Regions from separate parts of the Mus musculus genome. Here region 1 is linked to region 2. A link is a contact called in public HiChIP or PLAC-seq data. All regions are on one chromosome and are shown on one strand. The core of a region is the stretch at or near the end of the contact, and the rest is flanking DNA. Distances in the headings are between cores, read along the strand shown. Region 1 has its middle 9.4 kb from the start of Gm51537. Region 2 holds the start of Fam32a (family with sequence similarity 32, member A).

The links. HiChIP or PLAC-seq counts read pairs in DNA pulled down with a chosen protein or histone mark.
Region 1: an H3K27ac HiChIP or PLAC-seq map of embryonic stem cells shows a contact between it and region 2, with 7 read pairs. The contact joins the enhancer-like site here to the promoter of Fam32a in region 2. A contact is called at or near these places in 1 of 39 promoter capture datasets (embryonic stem cells), 2 of 115 datasets of contacts at active chromatin or transcription factors (effector CD8 T cells and embryonic stem cells) and 1 of 9 other capture datasets (adipose tissue).

The regions. Positions count from the first base shown.
Region 1 is chr8:72,271,012-72,274,174 of GRCm38.p6, forward strand. No RefSeq gene overlaps it. Among named protein-coding and RNA genes, the nearest start is that of Gm51537, 9.4 kb to the right of the region's middle. Within about 2 kb of position 1,565, at least 72 of the 459 cell types and tissues checked have an H3K27ac peak or open chromatin away from gene starts, as enhancers often do. A contact at or near this core is called in embryonic stem cells, where this site is marked.
Region 2 is chr8:72,218,249-72,221,341 of GRCm38.p6, forward strand. Fam32a (family with sequence similarity 32, member A) reads left to right here and starts at 1,497. Exons shown (of 4, transcript NM_026455.5): 1 at 1,497-1,612; 2 at 1,693-1,834. The coding sequence starts at 1,539.

The DNA.
Region 1 (3,163 bases), core at 315-2,814, 53 kb after region 2:
GCCTGTGCCAGGCCTCAGTGTGGCCACGTGTCCCTCAATATCTGTAAGTACTGGTGAGGAATAGAAGTCAAAGACCTGCAGGTCCGAGCTCCCTCCTCAGGGCTGGCTTCCATGTCGGGAGGCTCCTTACCTCCCAGGGGCCCAGGTACACAACTTTGAAAATTGGGCTGGTGAAAGTTGCAGCCACTACAGGAGACTTGGACCTGGGCAGCCCTCTGGTTAAATGTGCTAATGCCTTCAGGGCCTTCCCCCCACCCCGGGCAGTACTTAGAGAGACCCTGCCTCAGTACACCCCACGTGCCTGGCTGCCCTTCCAGTCCCCATCTACAACTCCAGCCTTATCAGACATCTACAGATTACCTCCGGGTCTCAGCTTCCAATTGCCGCCCCACCCTGCCCCTCCTCACCCCTCCTCGCCTCTCCCCCTCCCTTCCCGTTCTCAGCCCTCCTCCCCTCTTTTTTAATTTAGCTAGCAACTAATTAGTGTAACAATGTATTTTAGTTATCTGTGTGCCCGTGTATGCAGGTGGCTATGAAGGCCTGTGGACCTGGAACTGGACTAAGGGTTGTGACTGGGCCACGTGAGTTCCAGGGTCCCAGCTCAGGTTCTCTGCAGGCACAGGCAGTGAGCTTATCTACCGATGCATCTCTCTAGACCTTTGTTTAATTTTGTTTGATTTTAAAATTATGTTTATTTCTTAGTTGTCAATGGACGTGTTTGGGGGTTAGAGGACTACTTGTAGGAAGGAATTGGTTCTCTCCTACCATCTGGGTTCTAAGGGTTGAACAAATCATTGAGCTTGGCAGCAAGATCTTTTACCAAACTGACCAGCCCTGACCTTGACTCCAGATCATCTTTCCTCCCTCCCTATGCTGAGATCAGACATGTGTGCCACACCCAGCTGATGTGCACTGGGGTGGGACCTGGGCCTGGTTCGTGTATTCAGAGCTACAGCCACATACACATCATACCTTCGTGAGTCAGGGATGCCCAAAGCTCTGTAGCTCAGATTGATGGATCTTGTAATCTTCCTGCCTCACCTTCCCAAAGGCTGGTCACAGCAGGCAGTATCTTTTCCCTGTCAATTTTTAAAAGGGGTGGGGGTTGGGAGGTGGGATGGAGCAGACAAATGGCAGCAGGAGTCTGAGAAAGACCACTATCGAGTATATAGAGACCAAGCCGGCCTGGAACTCACAGAGAGCCACCCGCCTGTCTGCCAGGATGGGGATGGAAGGTGTGCACCATCATACCAGGATAAAGAGGGTATATTCAAGGCCTTCCAGTACCAGGAACTGAGACATCCATAACCAAGTACAGAGCATCATCCCATTTCCCAAAGGGGAAACTGAGGCTCAACAAAGCCAGACTGCAGGGTTACAGATAGAGGGGCCCCTGGCTGCCCACTCATAGCCTTGTCTTCTCCTCCCCTTGGTGTCTAGAGGGAGCATAGAACCACTGTGTCCAAGTGACACTCACAGTGGACTCCCATGCTAGGGGAACAGCAGGTAGGAAGGGCCTGGAGAGCATCCCTTCAGCCCCCCATAGGTGGCGCTCACTGAGCCACGAGTCCCCTGCATGTTTGCACAGCAAGCTCCACTGAGATGCCAGGCAGTGGAGAGGATGTTTCACAAGCTGCAGGGCTGGCATTTCTGAGAAAGCTGTTCTGAGTAGGAAACACAGAGAAGTAGAGGGCTGGGGGGGGTGGGGAGAAGGGCTCAGTCGGCACCAAGGAAGCTCTGGGAGGTGGGCACAGTGGCAGAGCCTGTTGGTTCAGTACTCAGAAACAGAGGCAGGAGGAACACTGCAAGTTTGAGACTAGCCTGAGCTACATAGTGAGATTCTGTCAACAACAAAACAAACAAACAAAGAATTTCCCCAAACCAAAAACCAGAAATTTCAAAAGGAAAAGAGCTGTGCATAGTGACTCAGCCTGTCATACCTCACTCAGAGGCAGAGGGATTGATTCTTGAACTTGGCCTGAAGTTCAAACAACAAACAAACAAACAGCTGAGTATGGTGGCTCACACTTGGGGATTATCAAGACTTGGGGAGCTGGGGCAGGAGGATTGCCACGGGTTTGAAGCTAGTCTAGGCTATATAGAAGGAACAGGTCTTAGCTTAGAAGCTTAGAAACAGAGCAGGGGAGATGGTAGGGGTAGTTAAGAGCAGGGGAGATGGCTCAGTAGTTAAGAGCACTTGGTCTTGTGAAGGACCCAGGTTCAGTTCCCACATGGAGGTTCACAGCCACCTACAACTGTAGCTCCAGGGCTCTAGCACCCTCTTCTGTCCTCCACAGGCACCTACACCCACATGTTCATACTCCCCCTCCCCCCAGCACCCAATGCAACACAGCAAAGCCATCTACATTAAGTAAGTAGTCATTGTGCTCCCTTCAGTCCCTCCCACCCAGAACAAAGGTGGGACCCTGTTCAGGCGTTCAGAGCTCTGAGATAACCTGTTACTGACCCACACCCCACTACTGGCCTGCACCCTGCTACTGACCTGCACCCCTTCTGAAGTGGATTTGTCATCAACCCAGGGTGGGGGAAGGGCAACATCTGCTTAGACAGCTGTTCCATCTAACTTCAGTTCCCTCCACTGCACAAGTAGACTGGAGTATGACATTTCCCAGAGGGGTTCCTGAGATATCACAGGGCACATGAGGGGGGCCCACTTAGGAAAGGCTCTTCCAGTGGTCACTGTCACCTCCACAGAGTCAGTGTCCTCTCCAACCTCAGAAAGGTGTCATCCTTCCCAGATGCCAGAGAAAGGCAGAGATGCCACCAGGAGACCTAGGGTGCCAGCTGTCACCACACTGTCACCTTTCTAGGAAGACATTGGTGATAACGTTCCCCCAAAATGGGAAGCACCAGTGGCTGTCCCTGGGCCCTGCCCCACGGCCCACTGCAGGGTTGCTGAGCACAGCTTGGAAAGGTTTCTATGTAAAAGTAGTTATGCAAATTGAGGACCCAGAGACCACGAAAGCCCCATTTCCCCTTTGCCACTGTGAGCTAGTGACAACCACCTGTGAGCCTGACCCTATGCTGCCACCTCTGTGCTGGGTTCCAGCAAATGGTGGCCTGGGGGGCAGATCTGAGCACCGGGGGACCAGGTGGTAACTGTACATAAGGAAGTGAGGGGACAGTACCCGGGGCTCCTGAG
Region 2 (3,093 bases), core at 247-2,746:
TCAAGCTGTAAACCAAGAATAGCCATCAGATATAGAATAATAAGTGAGCCTGGTGTAGTGGCTCAGGCTTAACATCCAGAACTAAGGGAGTCACAAGCTTCGGGGCTGTGTAAGGAGAGCCTCGCACACAGAGAGAGCCTCTCACAGAACAGCAGTAGGGGCCTGATTCCCTGGACACACAGTGGAAGGAGCAAAGCAGCTCCCACAGTTGTGCTCTGACCTCTACTTGCTCTACACAGCACACAAATAAATAAATGTAACCTCCCCACTCCCCAAAATTGCTATAGAAAAAAAAAAATCCCAGCACATCTGTGATCCCAGTAGTTGGGAAGTAAGGTTGCTGGGCATGGTGGCACGCACCTTTAAACTCAGCCCTTGGGAGGCAGAGGCAGGTGGATATCCCTGAATTCACAACAGCATAGCCTACATAAGGAGTACAAGGACAGCCAAGGCTACACAGTGAGACCCTGTCTCAAAACAAACAAACAACCAAAAAGACAGTTTAATCATCTGCTACATAGCAAGCCTGTCCTCTATAAAACATCAACAAGACAAGCTAGGGCAGTGGCACACACCTGCAGTTCCAGTTTTCTGCATGCTCAGTCAGAACTGCAGCAAGCTAGAGGTCAGAGCAGTCTACACAGCAAATTCCACGTTTATCAGACTCATTTAGTGTCATGACACTTCTGCCCTCAAACTCACAGAAAAATAATTGTGACCATTGAGATGACTCAGCAGACAAAGGATCTTCGTCTATAAATATGACCACATCAGTCTGATTCCCAGGAACCCACAGCATAAGGCCTGAGAGTACTGCAAAGTGTCCTCTGTACTCCACGTGTGCTCTGGCACGTGTGTACACACACTCACATACACGTATACAGGTAACTAACTTTTAATGTAATTTTAAAGATTTATTCTTTCTTTTTTTTTTTAAGATTTATTTATTATTATATGTAAGTACATTGTAGCTGTCTTCAGACACACCAGAAGAGGGAGTCAGATCTTGTTACGGATGGTTGTGAGCCACCATGTGGTTGCTGGGATTTGAACTCTGGACCTTCGGAAGAGCAGTCGGGTGCTCTTACCCACTGAGCCATCTCACCAGCCCCAGATTTATTCTTTCTTATTACTTATTTCGAGACACAGTCTTTAGTTCTGGCTGACCTGAAGTCACTACATAAAACACGCTGAATCCAGAGATCCAGAGATCCTCCTGTCTCTGTCTCTGGAGTTCTGGGTAATTGTAATTTTCTAAATTGGAAAAAAAGTAATTAAGTAAATAATGCCACAAAGCAAAAGTGGATGCCCATAAAGTCAGAAATGGACGCCCAAATACGAAGTGTGTCTTTAGGCGAGCTATGTTGTTGGACAGTTGCCAAGACTACCCGAGACCGGAAGTGTGCACTTACTCTGAACCCTGAGGACGCGTGCGTCCTAGCTGACCAATCAGAAGGAAGCGAGGAGGGTTTCGGCCGGAAGTACTGTATGCAAACAGGAAGTGTGGCGGAGTTCCCGGGGCACGGCTTGCGAGCGCTATGGAGGCCTACGAGCAAGTCCAGAAGGGCCCCCTGAAGCTGAAAGGCGTGGCAGAGCTCGGCGTGACAAAGCGGTGAGGCCCGGGAGCCCGCGGTCTGTCCCTGAGGGCCGACCCCCAGCTCCGGCCCCTCTTACCGTCCCCCTCTCTCTCAGGAAGAAGAAGAAGAAAGACAAAGACAAGGCCAAGATGCTGGAGGCCATGGGGACGAGCAAGAAGAGCGAGGAGGAGAAAAGGCGCTGCCTGGACAAGCGCACGCCGGCGCAGGCAGCCTTCGAAAAGATGCAGGAGAAGCGGGTGAGGCAGGGGCAGAACAGGCCGGCTCCAACTGCCCGTGTAGCCCAGGCCTTCTCCCAACTCCTGGTAGCCTGGTAGCCCTGCCTAAAGTGGTCTTCTTGTGAACTGGGAAGACAGATGTCATCAGCTCTTAATGCTAGCCAAGTTCATTGTTCTTAAGTTACCACAAAGTCTGTTTCCATGACAACTCGCTTTCCTAGCTTCAAATGTACTTTTGTTATTTGAAGGTTGTGTGTGTGTGTGGATGGAACCCAGGCTCTTCTGTAACTCTCTATGTAGGCTGCAGTTGGCCCTGAACTACTGCCTCAGCTTTTTAGTTCCTGGAGAGGCTAGCATGGCCCACAAGGCCATACTAGTTATTTTGGGTGTTTGTTTGTTTGTTTAGTTTGCTTTGAGACAGGTTTCTTTATGTAGCCTTGGTTGTCCTGGCACTATCTCTGTAGACTTGAACTTCTAGGATGCAGTGTTACAATGTGATATCCCTGTTGAGAAAACCCAGGAAGGCACCTTCTCCATCTAACAAAGGGCATCAATTATGTATTGGAACTCCCACAGAGTTTCTGGGATGTGTGGGTCACCTTGCTGTCTCCCAGCCAATTGTGTTCTCTGGTCTGGTATAGCCTGTACTTCAGTGGAGTGTTTTGTTTTGTTTTTTTGCCTCTGCAATTGAATAACGACATGGGCTGGCTGGCTACGGTCTTGTGGCCCTTCTGGGCACCCTAATTGGACAACTTGATACAAACTAGAGTCCCCTAGGGTCTGCCACCCCTTCCTGCTGTCGTTGGTAGCTCTGGTCCTGAGTGGAAGACTTTATTTATTATGTATGCAGTGTTCTGCCTGCATATATGCCTGCAAACCAGAAGAGGGCACCAGGCCTCATTATAGATGGTTGTGAGCCACCATGTGGGCTGGGACTTGAACTCAGGACCTCTAAGAGAGCAGTCAGTGCTCTTAACCTCTGAGCCATCTCTCCAGCCCTGGGTGGAAGACCGTTGGAAATTTTTATTTATGTGTATGAGTGTGTTGTCTTCTTGTGCTGTGCTGCCAGAGGGGGAGCCGAAGGCAATGCAGCTTGGACTGTTGGAGCACACGCTCAGGCATGGTGCCTCCTCAGGCTCCTTTGGGGTACTATGAGACCTGTAGTGGGGTATGTGAGATAGGCTGGGTAGAGATGGGGGTACTGCCAACCTGGTTCACTGGTATAGCCTGTCTTCTACAGGACTTCAACGGACACCTGTACACACTCACTGACCACTGTG